2 separate regions of the Rattus norvegicus genome follow, and region 1 is linked to region 2. The links are chromatin contacts, called in public Hi-C maps. All regions are on one chromosome and are shown on one strand. The core of a region is the stretch at or near the end of the contact, and the rest is flanking DNA. Distances in the headings are between cores, read along the strand shown. Region 1 holds the start of Amph (amphiphysin). Region 2 overlaps Amph (amphiphysin).

Region 1 (6,638 bases), core at 263-2,762, 190 kb before region 2:
GAGCCCCTTTTCTGACTTGTCTTTGCCAGGTGCACAGAGGACCACATCTTTCTGTTACGACTGTCAAAAGGCAGCATCTTTAATACCAACAATCTGCAGAGGAAGGCAGATCTGTGTGAGTTCAAGGTCAGCCTGGTCTACATAGCAAGTTCCAGGACAGCCATTGTAATGAGCATAGGAAAAAAAAAAAAAGCCTTTTAGACATGTAAAAACAGCTTAGTCACAAACCCCACTACACCCAAGGCTGCGCCTGATAAGCAGAACCCAGTGACACCACTCACTCAAGGTAACCTGGCACAGGCCTAGATGATGCCCATTGGAACAGAAACCAAGAGCAAGGCTCTGCCTTGAACAAGAGAGACCCTGATCTGTCCTGTGACTGGAGAGTCAGCTCAGGGTTGAACCAGAGACTACAGAGACTGGACCTGTCCTTTGGCTAAGATTTGTGACACAGATGAGCAACCATGGGGAGATAGGCTTAGGATCATAGTTAGGAATTTAGTGTGAACTTCGTGTGTTGACTCTCAACACAATAAAAAAATATAACTTTTGTTATACTAACTACAACTCTCCTCTCTACCTTTCTTGCTTGCAACAGTTGACTTAGCAAGTACAGAGAGAGACTTTTGCTCAAAACAAAACAAACAAACAAACAAACAAACAAACAAAAAAACAACAAACACAACTGGCAGAAGGTTTTTAAGGAGGCCTCAGTAGACCTGGAGACCTGAAAGTCCCTACTGCTAGTCTCATTTACTATTTGTTGGGACAACTGTTGCTCCAGAGTGTTTGTAGCACAGGAATCTGAGAGCTGGCATAGGGCAGCACTTGTGTGTAGAAGCTGACCGTTCTGAACATGGGCTTTCCCACTCCCAAGCCTCATATTCAAATTTAAATACATGTCACGGTGGTCTGTCTATCCCTTCTCTCTTGCAAGCTGCCCTGCAGGGAATTTCCAGAAAGTCACATCCCCATCCCCCAACTCCCAACCAACACACACACACACACACACACACACACACACACACACACACACACACACACACACACACACACACACACAGAGGTTTGAACCTCTGGAAGGTGGATGTACTCATTTCTTCTGCACTCAAGGTATTTTTAGGGGGCAGTCATTTGGTGTTTTAGAGCCTTGCTGACTCCTCCCACATGACTATGTTCTTTAATGGGGGGGGGGTGCGGGGAGCAGAATAGATCCCTCAGACGTTCCTTGCTGCAAACCTCCTGTTATCTCTGCCCCCACTCCCACCCCCACCTCCAGCTGTCTTCAGGTCCTGGGATTAAGGGAAGTCTTCCATCTTTATCACTTCCTGATACTTGGCATTTGGCTTCTTTCCTCTCTTTCCATGCACCTCACTACTGGCGGTGTCACCCCTAGCGGCCGCATCTCCGCTCTATCTCTTTAAGCCGGTCCTGTCGCCGCGCCCCTCCCTCACCCGTTGCCTCCTCTGCTCCTCACGCCTCAACTGCTCCTCCTCCCGCTCCTCCTCCTCCTCTTCCTGGGCTCCTCCGCGCCGCTGCCGGCTCGCTGCGCGCTCTGCTCTTCCAGCTCTGCAGACCGCAGCAGCCATGGCCGACATCAAGACGGGCATCTTCGCCAAAAACGTGCAAAAGCGGCTCAACCGGGCACAGGAAAAGGTCAGCAGAGGGTTGCGGGCTGCGGGGCAGGTGGCGCGAGGCGGTGCGGGAGCCGATGGCAGTGCTGGCCTTGCGCTGCAGGGCCGCGGGTTCAGGTGCGGCGCACTGCGAAGTGGAGCAAGCGCCGGGTGGAGGAGTCTCGGTCTCTGCTCCCAGTGATTGCAGCTGTGCAGGATCCATTTAGGCAGCAGGGCCACGGCCCCGCAGTGGGTATACCGGGAACCCGCGGACCTCTTCTCTCCCTCCTTATCCCCCAGGCACTAAATGCTCCAGACTCCCAGAGCCCGCCCAGGGTGGCCACTCTCTTGGGCACGCCTCCAGGGACCACGGGTGGCAGGTGCAGCTGCTCTCTGGCTGCACCCCAAGCGGTCGCGGTCCCTGGTCGCCTCCATCTCTCCCCGCCCGCACCTCTTGAGTATTAGCTCTCCCGCAAGCAGCTCAGGCGTCCACGACCGCAGATCTGGGAGGGAGATTGTCGCATCTTTTCATGGGTGGGGGTGTTGTGGTTATTTGAGTGAGGTCGGTCGAAACGAACGACTTAAGCAAAGAAGACACCCCAGATGTGCGTTGACCAATGGGATGAATAATAAACAACCAACACCTTAGTACAGCGGTGAACTGGAGTTCCAGAGAATGCACATTTCTTCCTAAGTATCGGTGTCATTTTGAAGTCAATGCCCTCTGGAAGGTCAAAAATAAACAACCTCGACTCAAGAGTTTTCTGCACATCTCTGCACAAAATGCTTGTTTCTCTGCTTAAGAATCAGCAAAACAAAACCTACTCCTATCAGAGGCACTGAGTTCACAGTGTTTTGCAAGCCCAGGAGTAAATTAGCTATTGTAATTTTTGTCTCTTCAGGAGATGCGATCCATAACTAGTCCAGCTCTGTACAATCGTGTGTGTGTGTGTGTGTGTGTGTGTGTGTGTGTGTGTGTGTGTGTGTGCGTGTGCGCGCGCCTAGCTTTCCTGATTACTATATCTGATCCCTATGAGGTCTTCGTTTGTCCTGAGCAAAGGACGTTTGTGTTGGAACTTGAACATTGTATTTGAAAATAAATCTGGGCGAGTGGTAAATTGAGCTGCATTTGCTTCATATTGACATTAATTTCTGTCCCTGGGATGAGGATGTCTGTTGTTTTCTCTTCTTTCTGGAAATCAGATTTTCCTGGTTCCTCATTCTGACAGCACTTACCCTCTTGAGAAGTTTGAGTTGCCCCAAAGGCTGAGCCCAGGAGCATGAACTCTGCCAGGCTCAGTGGCTGTATGTAGTCCTCCCTCCCCGCACACATGCACCTTCGCAGCACTGTAAGAGGATTGTATTGCTTTTAATATCTACTCAAGCTCATCCTGAACTCTAGGTTCCTCCTCCTGCCACTCCCTCCGAAGCTGAATTAGCCAAGCAACTCCGGATGCTTTACAGATAATAGCCAGATATCAGCTGTTTGCCAAACACAAGATTTGGATAAGACTTTGTCGTCATTTTCCACATTTTATTTCACCCACTTGTAGTTCCCCTCCCCCGAAAATAATCATTAAATCTCTCCTCTGTGGCTTTTCTCCTACTCGGCTTTCCATCTGTGAAGTAATTTTGTGATATGGTCTGCTTTTTCACATATTAATCTAGGTCACCAGCTGTTAATATGGTCCAAACAAATGAAGGGAACTGTTATGTTTCTGACAGAGCATCCTGCTCTGTATGGACCGTTGAAAACCCATTTCTTCATGCTTAAGGTCAAATGTATATTATGCTAGCACTTGTGGATGGTGTCCACTCTTCTATAACTGGTTTCTTTTACAGGGCTTCATGTCTCTTATTTTCTTCCCTGAGACCATTGCTTATCTGTTGTGCTTGTTGTACTGCAGAAGGGACTTAAGACACCAAAGGGTCTGAGAGTAAGGGTTCTGTCCCCCTTTGAACCTGGGCAGCACAGGGCTATGGCTGGTAGGAGAGGATATAGCTGCCCAGCAAAGCCCATCTGGTAGCTGTACTTGTTGGAATTTCCCAATTGGCTCCCTCGTCTGCTTCTTCGCTCTCTTCCTCCCAATGCACACACCCCATTTCACTAATTGAATGCCAGACATGTTTGCCAGACCCTTTGCTCCTTGTTCTGATAAAGCACATTTTGTTAAAGAAGGTTGACTCTCTTCTTAGCTCTGTTCTACTCAATGGCTTGAGCACAGTTTGGTCCCAAATGCCTTACTGTAATTACTCTTAGAGATGACTTACAGCTTTCTACAAATTTAAAAAGTATGTTTTTCTCTATTAAAAGTTAGTTAAAGTTCATTGGAAGAAGAAACAAATTTACATGTGAGCAGGAACTAAATCCAACAGATTAGGAATCTCGTAGTCCTACTTTTTAGAGATTTTACTCTTTAGTTCTTAGCCTTTTGGCTAAGATAGAGAGCAGAGTGATTACTATCATCTGACATCACGCACATATCTATACAACTGAACAGGCGTGCACTGTGCAGTTGGGAAAGCTATTAATTTCATTTCATAATTATGAACTGTCTTTCATCCATGTAATATTTTACACCATCACATATATGACTGAACATAATATTGGGGCATATAGACTTGAACGAATTCCACTTTTGTATATTAATTTCTCAGTTGTTTCTCCATATAAATGCAAGCCAGTAAAACTAAGAAGAATGTTTGTGCAAAGTCTTAATTATGACCTTAGGTCAATTTCTAAAAATATGCATTTTTTTATTATGGCTGAATTGCTTCCTGACTATTTATACCTTCTTTCTCCATCAGCCCATGGGACACTAGCCAACACCAAGTAATAACATTTATATGTATCACTGGGAAAAGTAGTTTATTATTAATGCCTTTTGCTTACACTTTGAGAACGGAACTGTGACATTTCCCTTCATTTTCACTTTGTGAGATTTTATGTTATTACCCCCTTTTCACAGTGTTTATCTTGTGTGTAAGGGCAAGCATGCTACTAATTTTAAGGCTTAAAACATTTTTCTACCTTTTCATTTACTTTTAAGAGGTCTCTTTATGATAATGAGTGTTTATGTGTATGTCAGGATGCATAAATCTATCAAGTCTGTTTCAAGGCTTTTCTTTGAGGTGGGTAAGTCAGGATCCTGCCAATTGTCAGAAAACTCAAACTGACTTAAAGAAAAGAGGAAATTAACCACTTATAGTAAAACTAGATAATAACTTATATTTGGACCTTGCATAGACATGTGTTTTTTACTATATTAACTTATATGCATTAAACTATATGCTTATGCATCCTTACACATATATAATTATATGCATATATATGTGTACTATACATATTAAATCATCTAATTAACCAGGTCCCTTCACTACTCCCATTTGTAGAGGGAAGAGGTTGATGACACAATTAACTTGTAGCAAATCTGTTTTCCATTTGAGCAGTGCAGGGCTTGCCCCTGCTCTCCCATAGTACCTTCTTTCCATTAGACCAGACAAACCTGAGGCCTCCATGGAGTCAGGGTTTGGCTGTCTTTCTACATCCTCCTCTTAGTGGCTCCAGGAAAGCACATTTCTTTCCTTCAGAGTTCCAAAGAATCTTTGGGTGGTAACACTCCCTGGCCTCAGTGGATCTTGCATCTATCTCTAAAGGAGAAAATTTCCCATGACTAAAGTCTAAGGCTTGAGTCACAGGCCATTGCTAGAATAACTGGGGACTGGGAGGCCTTGAACTGTGTGAACTCAAAGTGGAAAAAGAAAAAGAGTTCCGAGTGCAGAAGAAAGTAGGTACTGGGCTGGCAGAATAAAGGGTGCTACCGAGGGAGCTCTAGGAGGCTGTCTGAGGGTTATGTAAATTAAATATGAGGGTCATCCCATATTTAATCATTAGCCATTTAATATTTAAAAATTCTCATCAAATTAACAGACCCATTATTTTAAAAATCAAATATTAGTAAGAAATACTTAACCATGTCTTTTCCTGCCCTTTCCAACCTCTAGCTCTGATCTGTATGGAAATTCTTACTAACCACAAGATTTCTTAAAATGATGTTTCTACAGCTATTTATGGACCTCACTGTCCATACACATATGAAAGTGATAGATAAGCATGTGGGCCATTCACACTCACCTCTTTACTACCCATCATATGCTATAACAAAGACTGATCAATTCAGCTGCCGAGGGTCTGTATGTTGATACCCGAACGTGCCCCCAGATCAAGTTGCTGAATGGATTATGTCATTCTAGACACTGACTGATCTGTCTTCTTGTTTTTCTAGTTCTTTGTCTTTTTGTGTTCAAGCTTAATTCCCTTGGTGTTGATTCTCTTAAGAGAGACTCTCCCTCACTTTATGGTAATTTGTTTATTTCCTTTAGAAACTTGTGTCTTTAGTCTGTTGCTTCCCTTTGTGTGGCTTGTATTTTTCTTGTTTTACAGAAGCTTTTTTATGTAAAGATATTGATCATATTTTGTTATTATTTTCTCCCTTGATTATGATACCATGCCAAGCACTAAACACATCACCTTAAGGGAGCCTTAAATATCACCTTTCCTCTGATTTTTGTGAAATTGTAAGAATTTTGCTGTTTGTTCAGTTCTTCTGTGAAGATATCATTTTTATGTGTCCTGTCCATGATAGAAACTTTATAATTATTAGGTTGAACTGTGTAGGATTTCCATTTTGATAAGTCAATCAGATATTGATAGACTCATGTGTTTTTTTTCCACTGTCAATTGAATGAAATGAAAAAAAAATGTTGTCTCCTAGCACATGCCATCTAATGTGGCTTGTAGGCTTTCTGAGAATTCTTCTTTTGTTGATGGTGACATTTGGGTTTATTATTAGGTGTGAACAAAATCTTTTACCAGTACGTGTGCATATGTCTGTGTGTTTGTTTGCCTAGAATATTCTTTCTGTGAGTCTAGGAGTCTTTTCTGCAGAAGAACAGCTTATCTGGTTGTGACTATGTTTGGGGACACTAAGAATACTCGATTTGTGGAACACTTCATGATTTCTT
Region 2 (7,339 bases), core at 184-2,683:
ATCAGCACGCTGACAAGGCCTTCAGCATTCAAGGAGCTCCCAGGTACGCCACTGGTCCTCTGAGCTGCATGTGCAAGTGATATCCTATGTATTGAACGTTCTAGAGCCTGGAGACCACATTGTACTATTCTAGTCACCTTATAAAAATCTAAAAGGAGCCCTTCCACCTAGACAGTGATCCCAAACTTGGGTTTTTGGCTCTTACATTTACTTCTTGCCTTCATTCACATCAAGATGCTACTGGTCACAGCAGAAGTGAGTAGCTGCTTCTGATGAACATGGAACCAGAGAGCAACAGTTGGGATAGTCATCATTTCTCCTTGTTACTTCATCTGCAATAGAGAAAACCCCTCCAGCTTTGTGCTCATTGTTCACTACTAAAGAAAGGAAAAGAGTGGAAGAGATCTCGCCGCCCACCCTCTCTCTACCTCTGCTTTGCCATTTGCCCTGCAACATGGCTTTGTTAGTGTTCCATGGCATGTTGTTATGAATGGGCCAGTCAGAGACTGAGGGCCCAGTGGCACAGCTGAGCTGTATACCTTGGTTTGACTGCATGCTTACTTTCTCCAATGATTTTATCTTACCTAACAAACCTTGAGCAGTCAGAAGCCCCAGGTTTCAGTTACATACCTTTAAGGTCAATTTGCTTTGTTTTTCTTATTCAAGTCCAATAACCTTTGGAATTAAAGAACCCGTTTAAATATCTATAGAAAAAGTAGGGTCCAATGGAATAAAATTATTCCTAAGGTGATGGTCAGTTCTGAGACTCTATACTTGTAGTTTTTAATGCCAATCATTATAAACACTTATAGGAATGTATGTACAGACTCATCCATTGACATATGCAGTTTCCAACCTTTCTCCATGTTAGCGTCTGATGATGACTGTTTTGATCATGGACTTCTCTTTAGAGTACCTACCTATAACTACAGCCTCTGCTATAGCTGCCAGGGAAGCCAGAGTGTCTTTTCTCTCCAGGGGAAAGGTGTGACCTAAAGTAATCTAAGAAAAGAAGAGAATTAAGGCTCCAACATTGTTTTTTTACATTGTTGAGCTAAGAATAAGAGAATAATAAGAATATTCAAATTACCTTTTGGATGTTATGAAACTAAGGCATGTTAAGAGTGGCTTGACATGGAAATGAAGTCAACAGAAGCATTTGCAAATAACAGTTTCATTATCAGTTAAAGCAAGAAGTCGGGTTACAGCCACTTGACAAGTGTCTCTTATTTTTATTCCTTTTCAAAAACATTCTCTGCAGAGCGAGGTGGTGAGTTAGCTCTGAAGGCAGTCTTTAGAATAGAGTATAGATTGGGCTGTTTCTAGTCAGAGGTCATGATTGCTGGCTAAGAGCCGCAATCATGTAGAGTGTCTTTAAAAGAATGTGGCTCCCTTAGCTCCTGAATGTGTAGATCATGCTGCTGCGTCTGTACTCTTATTTAGGTCACAGACTCTGCTCCGTCTGCTGTTGTCTTTAGATGTTCTTAGAGAGTAGGATGTGCCATCTGAGTCATCATGTTAAGCTGTTCCCAAGCATCTGGCAAGGTGCCTAGAACATGATGGCTTCTTAGGAAGTTGTAGAATCTCACCTGTCATGTGGTCTGCTGGTGCCCTGAAGGTGTCTGAGTTAGTCATTGTTTCATAAAGTACACAAAGAAGTATTTTGTAACTCTCTAAACATAATTCAAAAGGCACTCCTGAAAAAGATTTATGAACTCTCTCCCAAGTTGCCTTTGAAATTAAAAGTCACAGCTTTCTGGGTAACTATCTATGATTGTGGGGTGACATGACTCTGTTGTAGAGCAGAAGTGAAGCTGGTTTTCTTACTATGCCTTATGTTGGGATGTGGAGCTGATTTGGCATGTGGCGAGAACAAGATTTTATACTAAGATATAAATGCAACTGTCGTAAAGCACTGCAGTTTTTCTTTGTTTTTAACCTATTTACACCTCATTATTTACATATCTAAAACCAAGCATGGTTGACCGTGGTTCACAGGGAGCAATCAATAGTGACAGTTTCCAACATCCATTACTACTTCTAACAGCTAGAAATAACCTGGAAGTGGGGGATGAAATAACAGTGACATTAAGCTTCAGGATTTCTCTTGGGTAAAGAATATTGGGTTTTAAGAATCCTGCTTCTCAGAAGGCTTCTTGCTCAACCCTCTGTGTCTATCCAGTGATTCGGGTCCTCTTCGCATTGCAAAGACACCATCACCCCCAGAGGAGGCTTCACCCCTCCCCAGCCCAACGGCTAGTCCCAACCACACATTAGCACCTGCATCTCCTGCCCCAGTGCGACCCAGATCACCTTCACAGGTATGATGTGTGCATCAGGGCCATGGAAGAATTCATGGGGAAGTGACTTTCTTTGGGATTCTCTTGTTAAGCATTATAAGCATTATAGAAAGTTTCTATGACAAGACTAAGGCATGATACAGTGATATTATTATTGCCATTGTCTGCTTTTTTTATTTGATTTTTGTGTTTCCTCTTATTCTCAGTTTTTTTATTCTTTTGGGTGTTCTAGCCCCATCCCCACCTTCTTGGCCTGGACTATACTCATCTTTACCTTCACTTGTTCCTGGACTCCTGCCATTCAGAGGCTGAAGGAGTCTGTTCAGTGATGGAGTACTTGCTGGGTTGGCCCATGCTCTGAGCAGCTATTAGCTTTGAAAAGGAAAAACCCTATCTACAAAACTCCATTCATTCTACATTCCTCCTGAACTGAATCTTCTTTTCAGTGCTCCATTGGAGTCAATGACCACCTGGAACTGGGGTATTGGGAGACATCTCATCCCCCAAATTGTGTTACACATGAGTGGCCACTCAGTGAAAGCCAAGTAATGACCAGGCAAAATGAACTAAAGAGAAGATCCCACCACTCTTGATTTCCCTGCATTGTGTGAACATAATATTTCTGTAGCTACATTTAACATTCATGGTCCAGTATAAGCTTTATGAATATGGCTGAAGCTGCAACATTGTAAGAAGATAAGTGTAGTAGATTCTAATGTTTAAAATTCCTGAGTGGAAAGAGAAGTGGGAACTGTCTTTTGTTGACCTCATTGACTCATTTGGGGAAAACAAATGAAGAAGAAAACAAAACAAAACAAAACAAAAAACCCATCTGGCTTGATTTTTGTTTTGAAATTCCATTTGTTTTCTTATGAGAGAAATCAATGGTAGATGAGCTGAGAGAAAGAATGGCTTCCGGGTGAGATCATAGGTCTTGCAGTTTGGGGCGTTGCTTAAATTAAGATGTATGGACTCTCATCAAGTGACCTGACTTCTTCCAATTAGACCAGTGCCTGTCAGTGTTTGGAGAGGCACCCAAGGGGACAGCATTCTTGACTTGAATCGAGTAGGCTTACACCTTTGTATAGATTAGTTTCAGTTAGATGTCTGTTTGCATAGCTGTGCTCATCTGACACTTCCTCAAAGGCTACTATGTTTGTATTTAATGCTTCCCAGACAAGGAAAGGGCCTCCTGTCCCACCTCTGCCTAAAGTCACCCCAACAAAGGAACTACAGCAGGAGAACATCATCAATTTCTTTGAGGACAACTTTGTACCAGAAATCAATGTGACAACACCTTCCCAGGTGAGTGCTCAGGACAGCTGAATGACCATCAAAGTGCCATGGTGGACAGGACTCTCAGGTCAGCTGTAGATATCAGAGCCATTAATAAAATTTTATTACTTGTGCTTGTTTCATTGCTTTGTAATCAAATGATTATTAAATGTAAGGTGTATAGGATTTGAAAATTCTAATATTTATTGAATATATATACATATATGTGAAAGTATGTTGAAAAATATACAATGAAGAAGAGTTGCTGTCATCCTACCACTGTGACAAAACCTTGCATGCACTCTGGCCTATTTTCTTTCAATTTTTCTACCACGTCCTTGAGGATTTGTCAGTTTCACATTTTAAAATTCAAGTTGTGTGGTTATGCAGTCTTAATGTAGTAACTTCAGTTCATTGGTCATTTTTATGTCACAATATTATCGTAACTAAAGCACTGGACATTACTATCATACCAACTGGATATACTAACCCCTGACTCTTGACTAAATTTCAATTTCCAGATTTTATCAGCCTGCACCTTTTCTACTAGCCAGAGTCATTTCCTAGTTTTATTTCTACATTAACATTTGCACTGAGGATATTTTAGGATGGCTTGTCCTTGTTCAGTTGCTTTAACCTGTGTCCACCAATAGCATCCTCTCAGTTAATCCTAAGTGGGAACTTTAGACCTCTAGAAGCCTGTGTACTTAGCTGAGGACACCCTGCCTAGGAGATGAGACTACTTAAGTGGCACACAGAGTAGTTCCGAAGTAAAGATGAGGTCCAGAAGTGTTCTTTCTTTTTAAGTGTTTTTATTTCAAGTTTTCTGGCTCAGTTACAAGGACCCTCATGGTGGGGAGAGGGAGAATCAAGGTACTTTTGAAAATTACAGATGCCAGGAGAGTCTGTAAGTACTTCTGGGAGCCTTAACTCACCCTACTACTGTTGAATGCTAGAGACAGAAAACAGTTGGCTAGAGGAAGGGAACAAGGTAGAAACCTCATAGTTTACAGGTAGAGCTGCTACCTGAGTTATGTACCATTTCTGTAGGATCTCATGGAACCGCTCTACTGGGGCGTAACTGATGGATTATGTGCCATGTTTGTTAGTCTGTCAGCTGAATTTGAAATTAGTACCCACCAGAGATGTTCTTTGTCATTTAATCTGCTTTCTTTTAATTTTAAGGAGAGAAAGAAGAGGAATTCTGGTCTTGTTCATTTGGGGTGCGTGCGTGCGTGTGTGTTTGTGTGTGTGTGTGTGTGTGTGTGTGTGTGTGTGTGTGTGTGTTGTGTTGTGTTTTGTGTTTTTACCTGAGAAGTACCATGCCTCCAATAACTGGATCACAGAGTGTGAAATCCAATGCTTCTAATTCACCAAATGGTTCCTGGTTTCACACTAAGATGTGCAGAGAAGTGAAATGGGATTTATATTTTGGTTTGTCATTTTGGGGTTTTGAGTGGAGAAAAATCTAGTTTTATTTAAAATAGGCAGAACCTGTCTTCTCTGCAGTCCTTTAACAATTTCCTCAGTTGCTTGTTCTTCTGCAGCTGCAAGATTTTATGTCACTTAATGTATCTCCAGCAGTCCTTAGTCTTGGAACCTAATTCTGAGAACTACTACTTTGAACAGTTGGAAGTCTACATGGTTCAGATCAGTGATGGTGAACTGGCTGTCACAACGAATTAACAGCTTCTGTTTGTAGAGATGTCCAGCCAGTCCAAGGCTGTGTAATGATGGCCCATTTATAACTGTCCCGCTTAAAAGAGTCTGATTTCAAATGTTTCATATAAAATTTTTGGACATGTGTGTTAGGTGCTTATAATATTAGATGCATTGAACAGACTGTATATTAAGGCATAAGCTAATGGATTATAAAATCAGAATAATAATGTTTTGGGCAGTGCAAAGATAAATGGTTAAGAGAGGAAAGATACCAATTCTTGATGAGAAATGAGATAGTAATAGTTAAACTATTACTATTTCCAGAAAACTGGAAAACTGAGAATTATCTGAAAGGTTCCCCCTACATTACTGCAGAATGATCCTTTCCAGGTTGCCTTGGATTTTTGCTAAGTGAGTCATCCTACACTTAGAAGATCATTTATGGCCACAGTAGCTATTTTTATAATGCACTTAATGAGAAAGAAAAACACTTTTGTGTTAATCCTGGCCAGATGCTGCAAATGTAAGAAGCAAAATCTAACCTGTCTGATGGAAAAATCACCTCGCAGCAATGCTTTCACTGTTGTGTCCCTGGAACTGAAAACAGAAATCCACTAAGCTTGCAGAGCCCTCTAATGGCCAAACTTTAATTAGATATAGCCCAGAATTTTCTGTGGGAATGCTTTTTCATGCTCACAGGCACACCATGCATGGCATGTGAAAATACTTTTCCTGTTTTCCCAAAGTTTTGTTCACAAAAATAAAACTGCTAAAAGACAAGTTCATTTTTTCCAAATATTTTCTCCCAAGAACTTATAATCCTGTGCACAAATCCTTTACTGTGTTTTAATATTTGATTAATTCTTTGAGAATTTAATACTATATATTTTGATAATATTCACCTTTACCTAATTCCTCCAAGATCCACACCCTTCACTATCTACCTAAGTCATTGACACTGACGACAACTTCTCATTCTGTTTGTCCTTCGTGTTCTCCCCTCCTCCTCCTCCTCCTCCTCCTCCTCCTCCTCCTCCTCCTCCTCCTCCTCCTCCTCCTCCTCTTCCCTAATTAGACTCAATTTGTACTGTCCATATATTCTTAGGTGTGTATCCTTCCACTAAAGTGTGATTAATCTACCAAATATCATATCAATAAAGAAAACCAATACTCTCTGCAAAACTGAAGCTCAGTTACAGTCAGCGCCTCAAGTAATGTGTGTGACTTTGTACACACACCCTCCCTTCCATGTTCGTATCTTGTCTGGCTTGGACTCCTACAGGTTTTATGTATGTTGTCTAAACTACTGTCAGTTCATATGTGAAACTGCCCAGTTGTGTCCAGAAAACAGTTTCCTCGTAGTCTCCTACCACCACTGGCTCATATAATCTGTCTGTTCACCTCTTCCACAATGATCCCCATTGGAAAAAGGAGGTTGTGATATAGATGGCCTATTAGAGTTGAGCATTACACAGCTAATTTCTAATTCTGTATACTTTGGCTAGTTGTGAGTCTCCTATGTTAAATGCTATGTACAGATGTTTGTCTGATGAAAGCTGAGAGATGCCTCAGTTTGTAGACATAATGATGTCACCAGGACTTGGTGTAATCTACATCCATTTAGGAGAATAATAGTAGTAGCTTTCCTGTTGCCTCTCTGACCGTTCGTCCTCAGGCTCTTAGCCCAACAATGGTACCAGGAATGGGTTTTTAACTTGCCTTAAATCCAATCAAAAAGGGATTCTTTATGCCCATGATATTCATACTACTATAGTGGCAGTGGCCATGTCTTGATAAGCAGTTGTTACTATCGATTTCAGGGTTCACAGCTGCGTGGATTGGTAGTTACATTCTCCTCTGGTAGCATGTAGCACACATCAACAAAAGTCAAAACAAACAACAAATAGTAAGACAAAAAATGCCCCTGCTCACCCCTGCACACAAACACAAAACATGGAGTCTGTTTTGTGTTGCCCAACTACTTGTGAGCATAGGCCTTCCAATAGAGTTATTGATACAGCCAGTGACACTCCATTAGAGAAAACTCATTTTCTCTTTCCCAGCAGGCATCAATTATAGATAGCTTCTGTATTAGAGGTGAT

Evidence for each region. Hi-C and Micro-C count contacts between places; a contact is called where the count stands out from the background.
Region 1: a contact with region 2 is called in a Hi-C map of frontal cortex, with 1.6 times the contacts expected there. The contact joins the promoter of Amph here to the enhancer-like site in region 2.

The regions. Positions count from the first base shown.
Region 1 is chr17:50,673,375-50,680,012 of GRCr8, reverse strand. It overlaps Amph (amphiphysin), which reads left to right and starts at 1,512. Exons shown (of 21, transcript NM_022217.2): 1 at 1,512-1,656. The coding sequence starts at 1,588.
Region 2 is chr17:50,481,440-50,488,778 of GRCr8, reverse strand. Amph (amphiphysin) reads left to right here. Exons shown (of 21, transcript NM_022217.2): 9 at 1-43; 10 at 2,183-2,321; 11 at 3,477-3,605. Among named protein-coding and RNA genes, the nearest start is that of Amph, 190 kb to the left of the region's middle. Within about 2 kb of position 1,433, at least 28 of the 93 cell types and tissues checked have an H3K27ac peak or open chromatin away from gene starts, as enhancers often do.